Linked DNA regions of Rattus norvegicus: regions 2 and 3 are each linked to region 1. A link is a contact called in public Hi-C data. All regions are on one chromosome and are shown on one strand. The core of a region is the stretch at or near the end of the contact, and the rest is flanking DNA. Distances in the headings are between cores, read along the strand shown.

Evidence for each region. Hi-C and Micro-C count contacts between places; a contact is called where the count stands out from the background.
Region 2: a contact with region 1 is called in a Hi-C map of frontal cortex, with 4 times the contacts expected there. The contact joins two enhancer-like sites. A contact is called at or near these places in 2 of 12 Hi-C or Micro-C datasets (the A7r5 cell line and frontal cortex).
Region 3: a contact with region 1 is called in a Hi-C map of the A7r5 cell line, with 2.3 times the contacts expected there. The contact joins two enhancer-like sites. A contact is called at or near these places in 2 of 12 Hi-C or Micro-C datasets (the A7r5 cell line and frontal cortex).

Annotation. Positions count from the first base shown.
Region 1 is chr6:51,507,628-51,512,035 of GRCr8, forward strand. No RefSeq gene overlaps it. Among named protein-coding and RNA genes, the nearest start is that of Myt1l, 390 kb to the right of the region's middle. Within about 2 kb of position 2,159, at least 10 of the 93 cell types and tissues checked have an H3K27ac peak or open chromatin away from gene starts, as enhancers often do.
Region 2 is chr6:51,057,742-51,062,149 of GRCr8, forward strand. Trappc12 (trafficking protein particle complex subunit 12) reads right to left here. Exons shown (of 12, transcript NM_001398781.1): 8 at 3,058-3,131. Among named protein-coding and RNA genes, the nearest start is that of Adi1, 25 kb to the left of the region's middle. Within about 2 kb of position 2,405, at least 34 of the 93 cell types and tissues checked have an H3K27ac peak or open chromatin away from gene starts, as enhancers often do.
Region 3 is chr6:51,249,329-51,253,736 of GRCr8, forward strand. No RefSeq gene overlaps it. Among named protein-coding and RNA genes, the nearest start is that of Eipr1, 130 kb to the left of the region's middle. Within about 2 kb of position 1,968, at least 23 of the 93 cell types and tissues checked have an H3K27ac peak or open chromatin away from gene starts, as enhancers often do.

The sequences.
Region 1 (4,408 bases), core at 909-3,408:
CTAAGGAGGCTGAGGTTTTCTCTAGCTTTCTTTTTTCCCCTGAGCTCTCACGGACTCATCCAATAGTGTTCTAGCCATGGAGTTTTCATTGAACACGTCTCCAAATTCTCCCGATATCCATCACTAGTTTCAAAGCTGTCTCCATGGCTTTAGGTATTTGCTACAGCAAGGCTCCATTCTCATCCTATTTTTGTGTGAATTTCAATAACAAGTCACTATAGGTGAAGCAGTTTGTAAATGGTAGAAGTTTATTTTCTATAGTTCTGGAGGCTTGAAAGTCTAGGGTAGAGGTCTGATAGACTCTGGAGAAGATTCATTGTATACCTCATAGATGTCCTTTTATGCTCTTGCGTTTCAGATGGGCTGAGAGCTTTCTTGGACCCCCCCCCTTTTTAAAGTAAATAATTCCTATCATAAAGGTCTTGTTCTAATGACCTAATATATACTGACCCTGCTCCTCTGAATACCATCGCCTATGGATTAGGATCTTAACACAAGGATGTCTGGAGAGTAACCACAGTGGCCACTCTCATAGACAAGTTTAGCTTGAGATTGGAGTGGCCATATGCTCTTCTAATGATATACTACAAATCTTCGCTTTCTTGGGGATAAATTTGATTTGTAATCGACAGTGTCCTTAAAGCACTTAGTTTCCACTTGGCTGGAGAGGTTCAGGAGTGGAGGGTGGGGGCAGGTATTTTTGGTCTTAGCATCCTCCTCTTGTTGGTTTCAGATGGTTTTGCCCCACACCTCCTTAGATGTGAGGGACAGGGTAGGTTCAAGGGGGTCTAGTGGGCATGTTTCTATTGCTGTTTCTGTGGAATTACTATTTGTAAGCATTATTAGGCATTTAGACAGCTCAGGGCCTTGAAGGTGTCTACCTTCTTCATGTTTTATGCTAAGGACAAATGAAGTTGCGATTTCAGGACAGGCAAATGACACGTTCAAAGTCAATACAGAGAACACTACATAGACTGAGGCTGATTGCTTCTGACTTCTACCTTCTTGGACCTGCTTCAGACATCAAATAGCTATGGCTGCACATGCCACAGACAGCCCAGGAAGGCCTGAGTGGACCTGCCTATGGGAGTACCCCTGAACCCATCCCTCAACGCACTCCATCCCAGCCTCCAGCAGTCCCACAGTTCACAGCTGCTCTGGACTAAGCAGCAAACTCAGGGAGGTCAGAAACCAGGAGAACCTGTTCACAGTGGGCATGGCCATCTTCTCGCTTCCTCTTTGGGTCTTGTTCTATTTGTGGGGGTTCTAGCTGGCCACGTTAGGTAGTTCCATTTAGGTCCATTGCCTGTCTTATAGAGGTTCATTCACTGTGTGACTTCAAGAAAATGCTCACATGATCAACAGGGAATGGTGGGGCTCAGTTTGTGGTGTGAGAAGCAGGAACTTTTTACTAGACACTGACTTAAGTAACAAGGGGCCATATTGCTAACCCCTGTCATAGAGTCCTCACTCCTCTTCCAAGGAGACATCCCCTCAGTCTCTAGTAACAACTGACCTCAGCAATATGTGTATATTGGTGTCTAAATCTTGTGCTCTTCAAGGTTTATCTCTAGAGATCTCAGAGGTCACACTAGTGTCATGACTGACTGCTCTGTGCAAGAGCTGACATCGGGCCACCTGCCCAGTGTATAGCAGTAGCCCAGTGGCCACAACCAAGTCTTTTCCTGAGCAACTCCAAGGTCTTAGGTCAGTGCCTCTCAGGACAGGAATGAGCCAGAACGATTTGGAGCATCCTTTACAGGTAGTGAGGTTAGCAGGCCACAGCTTTCCTGGGGATGGCAGTAGGGGTGGGGGCAAGGGTAGGGTAAGGATGGGCCTGCTGCCCTACGTCTACTCTGACAAGGTCCTTGCCCATTCCCACTTGGCCCACACCCGCCCAGCACCATCTGCCTGCTCCCGACTGGCACTCTGTCAGCTTCACAGCACTGCAATGAGTTTGGAAAGCTGGAGCGTGGCTTAGCAGAGGGTGAATCTAAAATTCTTCTTCTGCCTGCACCCCCTCCTCCCTAGGCCCCCCACTCCCCCTCCTTGCTCCCCTCCACAACCAATTTATCTGCCAGTCCAGCCTACATGCAGAGCCGGGGCCAAGTTGGCTGCTTGCCCATGCTTATCAGACGCCGTGGCCAGATGGCAGGAGAGCAGCCCATGGCAGGCAGGACAGGGCTGGGAAGTCCCTGTGTGCAGAGAGTGCTCACTGGGGAGGCAGGAGGCCAGAAGGTTTTCTAAGTTGCAAAGGAGGTAGGGGGAGAGGGACACTTCATCCCTGAGGGAGTCAATGGACTGTGGAGTATGTTTATGTAAACACAGGTGCACATGTGTGTGCATATGCGCCCTTATGTGGCTGTACACATTTGGGTGTATGCATGGTACATGTGCTTTTGCACACATGAACCACTCGTGTGGGTGTGAGCATATGTGTACATTCCTGGTGTTGTGGAGAAAGGGCAGGAAGTGGGGACTGGAAATGTCCTGTGGATCTGAAGTCCTAGAAGGCGTACCACTCATGGCCCACTCTGGCACTAGTGTGCATAGTCGGCTGCATGCTTGGTTGCTTGTCCTGCTCCAACCAGCTGTACTGGCTACACTGGAGACTGCCCAGTCTAAGCTGAGGCTAGCTTCTCTGGCTGGGGAGGGGCTCCCAGCTGCTGGCCAGAGGCAGCATGCATATCAACTCGTTGGTTCATTCCAGATTCTGCAGGTGTCCTCTCTGAGCCCACACCTTTGAAAAGTAGGACAGTGTGAGAACTGAGAAGAAGCTTGCTTGCCACCGTGCAGAGAGAAAGGAGTGTTCAAGGTCACTTGTGGTAGACTCATTGAGTTTCCTTCTAGATGGCCTTTCAGGGGATTGGACAAGGGAGGCCCCAGCTTCCTGGCCTCCCTAGTGCTACTCAGCGGTCTACCCTACACCATTGGTGACTCCAACCCCCAGAGTCTGTTCATGTCCTTTCGATCCTGTGCCAGTCCATCCTGGGTGGTTTGGCCTCTCCCCAGTAGATGCCCTATTTTTGCTTGGGGCTCTGCTTTCTTTGCCCCTATGCTGTACACTGTTGGAGAGTCACAGGCCACTCAAAACCTGCAGTCAGGGCCATTCCTGACTTTCTCCCCAGTTGTACCTGCTTCTCTATTCAGATTCTGGTAGCCTAACTCCTCTCCGCTAGTCTGAAGCAGAATATAAACAGGCCTCGACCACTGTCCATGGCGCCTTCCACAGTTCTCAGGTCTCTCACAACCAGGTTTTGCTCATCTCTGTGACCCTTCAGGAACTACATTTCATTCATTCTTCAAACGGTTCTAGGTAAGAATTCTTTCTTATGGTACAGATAGAATCCTTCTACCTGCTGCTTAAAGTTCATGCACAGTGCCTCATAACCTCAGAAACGCCCTGTTCTGGGGCCTCCATGATACCCACCTGCTCCCTTCATAGTGCTCCACCTCCTCCTATGTGCTCCACATGGACCGGCCAGGATCCACGTTCAGGCCTGCCAGGCTCCGGCTGAGCCTCAGCTCTTCACTCCACTTCAGTCTTTCACGCCATGGACAGGCTCCCTCCTTCTTTTCAGGTTCAAAATTGTCTTATGTTACCTCCTCTCTGTGCCCTAGGGGGTTACTCACAAGGTATTTGTATTTCGACCACAAAAGTGTGCCACCCCTCCACTTCATTCACACAGGCCACACCTGCCCCTTGTCTCTCCCCTAACTCAGGTTCAAGGCTCTGCTTGGCCACAGAAATGCCCTCTTCTCCTTGGCCTGTCTCTGACCACCGAACTTCCTGTTCTGTCTGAGGCATCACAAAGTACCTCTCTTTGGGAAAGAGAGATACTTGATGTCTATGCTTATGCATTTCTCTCCTGTCCCCTCCACTAGGGGGCGATTTGTTTTCTGTTGGGGCGATTTGTTTTCTGTTCTGCAATAACCAGCTACTGGTATGAACATGCCTAACCTCAGGTCTGTTTTCACCGAACTTAAATTGCCTTAAATTTTCTTTTATCCTGATGTACCTACAGATTCTAGAGCCCAGATGCTTCGGTGTAGGCCAGTGCTTGGGAATCTTCATTCCTAGGAAGCAAAGCATTGTGGGAGGGCAGACATCTTGGGTCCTCCCAGGAAGTAGTACACAGTCAGTGCTGCCATTGCACGACGCATAGGTGATTCCCACAGGCAGCTCGTGCTTTGTAGGCTGGTAACTACGAGAAAAATGAGGCCCTTCTCACAGCGGCCATCATGCTGGTGAGACGTAATGGCCTGTGTTGCTTTAGCCTGCATCCCAACAGTACTATAATGGAGAGAGCTTCTACTTTAAAGTGGGAGGGATGGACATATTCCAACCATAGCAGACTATCCACCTGTTCCCAGGCTGCTTTGGGAGCTAGCAGTCAGGGTCCTGCCA
Region 2 (4,408 bases), core at 1,155-3,654, 450 kb before region 1:
CTGCTCTCAGACCACTGTCCTGGGGTCAAGGTCGCTGCACAGAGGAGCAGCAGCCAGTCTTACTTCCCTCCAAAAGGTCATGGCCCCTAAGATCCATCCTGGTATCCCCTCTAACCTGGTATGTACCCTTACATTTGACTTCAGTGAGCAAAGGGCAGACTGCCAGCCCCAGTGCTGTACCTGAGTACAGGCCATCTTGACCTGGGCTCCGTTCTGCTCACGATGCTTCTGACAGACAGCTGTGGACAGAGCCAGGGTAGGAGCATGGGGGCCGGTATGCCTCAGTAGAAGCCTGCTAGGATCCTAGGCTTTTTGATTGGCACTCTTGCCTTTCAAACTTGCCCAGGGTCAGGGGTACTTGCTACTGAGGATAGCCCAACAGAAAAGAAACAGGCCATAAATATACCCATTACATATAATTTTTTTTTGAGACTGAGTCTTACTGTATGGTTCTGTATTAACTATAATTATACAGACTCAGTTGGTCTTGAACTCCAAGAGATCCATCTGCTTCGGTCTCCCATATTGGGATTAAAGGTGGGTACCACCATGCCCAGCTTTGATAGGATTTTACAGCTCTCCTAGGAGGCAGGTTAGATCCATAGGGTTCAGACTGATCAGAGAAAGCAGCAGCAGAGAAGGGATTGTCACGTAGGTGCCAGCAGCAACAGTGCTAGCATTTATCAACAAGCCTGAGAGGTCGGGGCGAGCTTGTTAGAAGGCGTATTTAGGGCTGCTGAGGACTTCTAGTTGGTTACTATTCAGTGAAATCATTCATTCTGGGAACCTGGACGGCAGCTGACAACAGCTTCTTGGGGAGTACCCACTCTACTCTTCTGACTACACCCACCTGCCCTTGAATAGAAATACAGACACTCATATGTGGGTAAGATTCATCCTTGCCTGACTTGTACCTAAAAACTTCATTGGCTGAGTGACTGCTAAATCACATTAATGGCTGCTTTGTTGCCAACAAAGGCTTTATGAGGTGTGACCTAAGCAAACAGGAGGCACCCTGTGTGTGGCAGAACAGAAGCCACAGCAGTCAGAATGTTGTGTGGGAGGTAAGGGGATGTGAAGCTGAAGAGTGTCCTGGTTCACTCTAGTGGCACAGGTATCTTAAGGCTCCTGTGAGACCCAAGGATATCACATGCAAGAACAGAGGGCTTTGTCTTGCAAGTGAGTATTCCTGGAAATATATTGTGGGACACTCAGAACTGGAACACATGAGCAGATTTCTTATCATTAAAAGACTGATTAATTAGGTCATTGTTAGCTAGCACAGGCCCCGCTATGCAGCCCAGCTACTGTGGTAATACTGGTTATGTCCACTAGATGGCAGCAGAACGCATGTGCTCGCATCCACTTCACTCAGAACATTTCTTTCACCCCTTTAACTCATGAAAAATCAAGATTAAACCAAACTTTTAATTTAAATTACATCCACTGTGGAAGTATTTTTGAGACATGATAATCTGTCCCGTACTGAGTCTTGGGTGACAGGATGCCACAGGCAGACGTTTGGTGCCTGCCTGTGCCTACACTACTGATGGTATCACTACTGCAGTAAAACAAAGAAACGCATTTTTATTACACTACTTTCTAACACAGCATCTCAGAAATGCAAGCTGAGTGCCCTGCAGCAGAGCAGTGACTTCCTCCCTGAGGAGCTTCAGCTTGTGGTTGGGTACCACCAGTGCTGTAAGCCTAAGCAGGCTTGGCAACCAAGACTCAGAGACGCCCAGGAGACACTGGATGCTCACTGTGTTTTCTAAGGTTGCCACTGGCCACAGCAGTGCTGAGAGGCAGGCCTGTACAGGGGGCAGTGGGACAGAAAGAAGCAGGCCCCTCTTGGCTGAGGGCGGCAGCACACGGGGAGGTGGGGCAGGCTCTGCAATGATGTCACCAGGGAGGCAGCGGAGAGAAGAGACCAGAACAAAGTGGCCCTGCAGGCAACAGACCATGTGCAAATGTCTCAGGCACAGAACTACAAAATCTGTAATGTGTTCAGAAGTGGGAAAGAGCTATGAGGACGATGGCTGGGAGAGATGCTAGGAAACCTGTTCTTCCTGTGTCAAGGTCACCTACCAGATGAGCCTGTCTACACCCAATGTCACACATCACACGTCTGCAGAGGTGCAGAGGATGCACACTGTCCTATGGCTGGGCTGTGGCCACACACTTTCCTGCCAAATGCAAGGAGATGGCCGCATGGAGGGCTGCCAGTCGGGCTAAAGCGAGGGGTACGTCTTTCCACTTGGTAAGCTGCCCGCTGGCGGACGCTCAGTCAGAGCAGGATGACCTTGGCTGTGGGAGGAGTGATGAGCTGTCTCACCACAGCTCGGAAGGTGTTAAAGGCACTGCTCTGGGCGTCTGCTGCTGACAGATTCTGTGGCGGCTTCAGTGCCTGCAGCTGGCAGCAAGGCCGCCAGCTCTGTGGCAGGCCCCCCGTGCCCAGGGCGGGAGGCAAGCCAGGCATGGGACGTATTCAAAATGAGAGAGAAGCCTGAAGACACGGCTGCCTGCGCTGGCAGGGCCTGGGTGGAGAATAGACTGGAAATACAGTGACTGACAGCCCGGCTGGGCTCCCTGATTCACACTGGCTCCTCAGGTGCAAAGCTCAGAGAGAGCTTCTCACAAGTGGGTCTGGTGGGAAAGCCTGCCGTCAGATGTCAAAACCATCAATCATTTAAAAAAAATGACCCTCACACTAAAACAGGCAGAACAAAGGACACTTTTCTGGATGGAGTTCAGAGGAAAACGGGGGGGGGGGGTGGTGGTGGTGGTGGAATGAGCAGTTTTAATTAGAACATTTAGACCTAGGCCCGTGCAATTAAATTCAGTAATATAAACTGTTTTCTGTGGAAATTTTAAAGTGACAAGTTAGGCCCCCAAGTGAGAGTTAACTCTACTGAGCAATCTAGGCCATGATGAACACTGCCGGGGCCCACGGCTCACTTCCTTGTCAGGCCTGTCGGAACACACAGCACCTCTTGCAGCCTCCAGCTGACACTGTCTGCTAGAACAAGGTGCACTACAGCTCAGCCGCCCACATACCTTCATCAGGAGCAGACAGTTTGCCATGGAGTACAGCACTCGGCCCAGACGAGACCTCCACAGCTGAACAGAGGCTGCAGGAGAGAGAGGTGTGAGTGTGCACAAGCAACTGTGCTCCTGCGAGCGAGCTGGCAACTGCCGCACCCCATGTGCTGGAACGAAGCCCCCGCCTCCCAGTCTATCCTCACCAGGTCTCACCCTATGCTTCACTGGACACAGGAGACAGTGTTCTCAGTGGGATGCCCAGAGTGGGCTCCCATAAGAGACCATCTGCACAGACGCAGCAGGAAATACAGCCCAGCTTAGACAGAGGCCAAGCAATAATCGGGAGCCCACAACCCTACTCCTGTGAGCATGTCTGATGCAGACACAGCACGTCTGCTGCCCAGGGTCGAGGCTGACCCATGCACACAGCCCGCCTGTGTCCAGCAGCTGCATGGAAGCTGGGTTTAGTGGCAGTTTTGTCTCTGCAGCCTGGAACGGACCACTTTCCTAGGCCTTTAGTTTCAGATAGGAACAACACTGGTCTGCCTTTCTCACAGGCTTTACTGAGGGTGGACACCGGTAGTGGCCACAAAAATGCTCCATGGATAGAAGGATAGAAGCACTCCCACTCGAAGACAGGATATGTCTGGTAGCCACAATTATGGATGCAGCAGACAAACAGTGCACCTCTCTGCTCAGGTCTGATACCAACCATCTCCTGGTTCAGAACCTTCTCTGACCATCTCTTCTTTGGTTCTCAAACTGGCTCTATGTGAACTCACTGTGCTTGGAATGATCCCTTCATAGACATTTGATGTGAGGGGAGGGCTGACTGATCGTTCTTGGGATCATCAGGAGTAAGAGCTGAGGTGCACTGCCTGCATCAACTCGGGCAAACAGATAAGTCTCAGAGTCTAGTTATCAGCAGGACATACTCACGTAAATGCACACACATGCATGCACACATGCACACACACACACACACACACCCATGCCACACATGCATACATTACATATCAATTACCTGGTACGCAGCACACATACACACCTGACCCTTCACACCCAGGGAATCATAAACTGAAAGGGACTGGCTGGCTCCTTGCTGGGGTATTCAGCATACTGTAGCCAGAATAACTGCTATGGTAGAAATGTACTGGGGACATAATCCTTAAAGCCACATGTTGATGGTTTATTTATGTATTAATTATCACTATTACTACTATTGTTGTTGTTTCTGGAGATAGGGTTTGTCTGTGTAGCCCTGCTTTGTAGACCAGGCTGGCCTTAAACTTACAGAAATCTGCCTACCTCAGTCTCTCAAGTGCTGGGATTAAAAATGTGTGGCACCATGCCTGGCCTCACTGGT
Region 3 (4,408 bases), core at 718-3,217, 260 kb before region 1:
TGTGAATGTGAGTGCAAGTGCCCACTGAGGCCAGAGAAGGATGTTGGATATCCTGGAGTTGGAATTACAGGTGGTTGCAAGGCTGCAATGTGGATGCTGGGAGCCAACCTCTGCAAGAGCAGTTCATTCTCTTCACCGCTGCCCTGAGTCTCCAGCCCTGCCCTGCTGGGTTCAAAGGCTGTGCTTTGCTTTGCCTCCCTGTCTTCCTAATGAGATTGACCATATGCAACTGTCTTTGACATCTTTAGCTTTTTCCTGTAATCTGAAGTCATTGGCTGAAACCATCTGGGACTTCGATTTTTTTCTTCCTATGGTTTGTATTTTCCTCCTCCGACATCTCCGTGGTGTAAATGCTGTTTCTCTGCAGGTGTTTGAAGCCTTTCTGTTTCTGCCATGTTCACCTTCAGCTCTGGAGCACTGTGATCAAGCTGAATGTAGATGGATAGATAATTCAGACATCGAATGCATCTCAAGGTTGGCATGTGCTGGCTGTCCTTAACTCTGAGAACCTGATTTTCCTGACTCCTAGGATGCAAAGTAATGTTAGATTAGATCCTGTGCATACTGTGTTGTGAGATATGAGTTCTCTTTAAGTCTGTGGTTTCAACCAAGGGTGTTCTTGCCTCCCTCAGGACTTTTGGGAATCTTTGCAGACAATTTTGAATGTCCCAGTTATGGGGTGTTACTGGCATCTAGTGGATAGAGATCAGGCATGGCGTGCCATATCCTGGAGCATACATAGCAAACAGTCTCGGCTCACAGATACTCAGTCAGAAATACAAACCATGCATATGCTAAGAAACCCTTGTTTAAAGCTGGAGGAGGTGGGCTCCAACTGTGAGGACTGTCTCCCATGATGCAAGGTGATTTTGATGTGTGCTGTGGCTGTTTTAGCCTAATCTTCAGCGTAATGGTGTTTGGAAATGAGGCCGTGGGTGGTGTTCCCATCACAAGATCAGTGCCCTGATGAGGAGAGAAGCCAGGGTGATCTGTCTGTCTGTCTGATTAAAGACATGTGCTGTCTGGAGCCAGAGAGGAGGGCCCGCCAGCACCTGGCCCTGCTGGCATTCTGGTCATGGATTTGCATCTTGAAGGACTATAAAATGTCAGCTTCTGCTGACTAAGATGCTGGTCTGCTGTGTTTCGTAATAGGGCCCGGTCTGATAAATGCATTGTGCTTCTCTGGGTCTGCTGCAGATAAGCACAGCTTGCTAAGGAAACCTGTGAGTCACATCAGAGTCCCTGTGCACTCTGCAGTTCAACCGATGGCTGCGGTCAGTCCAAGTGGGAGAGAAAAGCAAGAGGAACACAACGGGAGTTCCCACTTGTGGCCACATATGTGTGCCCCATGGCCCTGGTCCTAAGCTCAGGCCAGTTGAGTGCAGAGTGCCTTGGCTCCAAGGCACTGTAGCAGTCACACATGGGGACTCGGGCCTGTCCCTAGGCCCTGTAGGAGGTCTGTGAGTACTGCCTGGCCACAAACCATCTGAGTTTCAGGCTGAGTGAGAATGAAGCATGCATTAGTTTGTTACCCTAATAAACATGGTGTCCTGGATGATCTGAGTCTCTCCCTGACTTGACCACGGAGTGCAGCATCAGAATGGTGGTGAGGTATTGTTATCTCTTGTCTCCATTAACCCCCATCAAACAGGTCCATTGGTCTGACCCACAGATTTCACTTACAGTTTTTCCCCCCCCTTCGGTACTGAGAGAGAAACCCAAGCCTTCTCTGGAAGGTCTGAGCAGATGAGGTGTCGCCCTTATCATAATTCTTGGCACACTCTGCTGAGCACACAGAGAAAAATCGTTAGTTACCCTTCGCTTTGACAGAAGTATCATTTTTGCAGTCGAGATCTGCAGATAATTAAAAAGCGCATGGCTCCCGACTCCCCGTCACTGCCTTCCCTCTGATGATGCAGTGCCCTGAATAGAATCATTCTCAGGCACTCTGACTGACAGCTGGAAGGATCTAGCCCATCCACCGGGGAGTGCTAGCTCTGTAGACGGGGTTTCCTGGCACAGCGCTGGGGGAAGCAGCACACAGCCTGCCCAGATCACTTGAGCGATATGGTTTAGTGAAGCAAAGAGAGCCACTGAGAGAAGACAGCTCTGTCCAACCTTTGATTTGTATGCTGGCTGCCAAAACTCCTTTAAAAACCCATGTCGTGCTGGTGGAGGGAAGTCACTCACCTGAATGATTCTGTTAGCCATTAGTGTTGCACCAGGCTTTGTTAAGGGAGCCTGTGGTGAAACTGTTCTCTCCAGCACCCCCCTCGCCCCCACCTCTAGGGAAGAGAGGAGACAAAACTGAAGATCGGTATCCTGGACAGCGGTTTCTAGTCCTAGCTGACTACAAGAGCTTATCTTTGCCACCCATTCCGGGGCCCAGCCAGAATGCAGATCAGACTTCATTTGCAAGGTCAGAGAAATCTGTATTCCCTGCTTTAAGAAGCCTTCTTAGTTTGCTACAATTACAGGTTCACAGGTAAGAAACAACAGGGAGGGCTCGTAGATTCTTCACCCAGATTCTCTCCATAAAACATACAGTAATCTGCCTTGTAAGATCATTGCAGCTAGACTACCAGCTCTAATACAAACCACCTCCCCCTACGCAGATTCCCCTGCCTGGCTGTGTGTGGTTCTACACTATTTTCATGTACTTTGTAGTCAAGAGGCACAGTTACTTATGACCACCCACCCTGTGCCTGGGATGGGGTCAGTGCATGAGGATCCTACAGGTCACTACAGAGGGACTGTCCACCTCTCTATTAAAGTGGAGTGGGGTACTGTCAGTGGCAAAGAGAGAGCAAGAGTGAGCAAACAAAAAGACACTGGAGAAGTACCACTGGCCATGACTCTGGGGCAGTGCGTGCCAGGTGTTGGTGGGCACAGATGGTGGTGGCTGCTCTCTACCAAGCACTTCTTTGAGGAAGCATGAAAGAGATACAGGTGTGTCTACTACCGAATGAGTGAGTATGTTGAGGTCTCCACTTTCAATGGCTCTAACCAGGCTATTGCTACATCTGTAGAGCTCTGCTGGCACATGGTGGTGGCCGGCAGAAGCATTCTCATGGCACCAGAAGGGTATTAGGCACTGCAGGATTTGGTGTCTGTTGTCACATACTTCCTGGGTCATGTATGAGAAGTTCAATTCATCACTCTGGTTGCCATGGCTATTGATCGGTCCGTGTTGTTCATATTGTAGCATGTAGGTCCCAACATACCAGTGTCCAGTGTTCTCTTATAAGTTGATGCATGGTCTTTTGCAGTGACTGGTACATATTGCTGGCTTTAGCGTGATGCTAGCGTGGTTAGTGTGGTACGAATGTAGGTTTGGCATGGTTAGTGTGATGTTAGCATGGCTAGCATGGTGCTGGCATGGGATTAGCATGGTGAGGCTGGCATGGGATTAGCATGGTGAGGGTGTGGGTTTGGCATGGTTAGTGTGATGTTGGCATGGCTAGCATGGTGCTGGCATGGGATTAGCATGGTGAGGGTGTGGGTTTGGCATGGTTAGTGTGGTGTTGGCATGGCTAGCATGGTGCTGGCATGGGATTAGCATGGTGAGGGTGGTACTTGTGTGGTGCCAGTGTGGTACTAGCATTGTTCTAACCTGCTGTTGATATGGTGTTAGTGTAGCACTAGGTGGTGTCTGTGTTTGTGCGGTGTTCTATGGTGTTCAGAAATAGCAGTGATGCACTGGAAGAACCCTGTCTTTGGGTCACACAGATGCAGGTTCAAATCCAGGTTGCATGCTTCACCCCAACATCAGAGCTCTCCATGCCCCTCTCAACCTTAAACTAAGGCACCTTTCTTTGCAAGTATAGGAAGTGAGAGAATTCAGGGACATGATGAACTGGGTGCCTGGGTAATCACTGAAGAGGTCGATTTCTGCTTTCTGATGCTGGGGCCCATGGGTGAGGCTGTATTAGCCTCCATCTGGCACTTGCTGTCTCCAGCAGGCAGAATGTTGTTCTATCATATATATATATATATATATATATATATATATATATATATATATATGATAGGATTCAAGGACTCAAGACTACAGAAGGTGCTTGTCTAGATGTGCTCTCACATGTATGCCATTAAACCTGTCTGTGTGACATACTGTGACACTGTGCTCAGGTTGCTACGGAGACATCGAACATCATAGCAGTTAGGGAAGGTATTTGCAGAATTGAGAGATCTTCACAGGTAAATTATCATTAAACACAACTTTCTACATTCTCAATCATAAAACGACAACAAACCCCTCGTATCACGAGGACCAAATGGTTTGGAATCCAAGCACTCATGGTAAATTCTTCTCTGTCTTTTCCCTCCCTTCTTTTCCAGAAGAGCCCCATCTGACTAGACCCTGCCCCTCATGTATGGGTCTTTGGTTCCAGGCATTTTGAATACT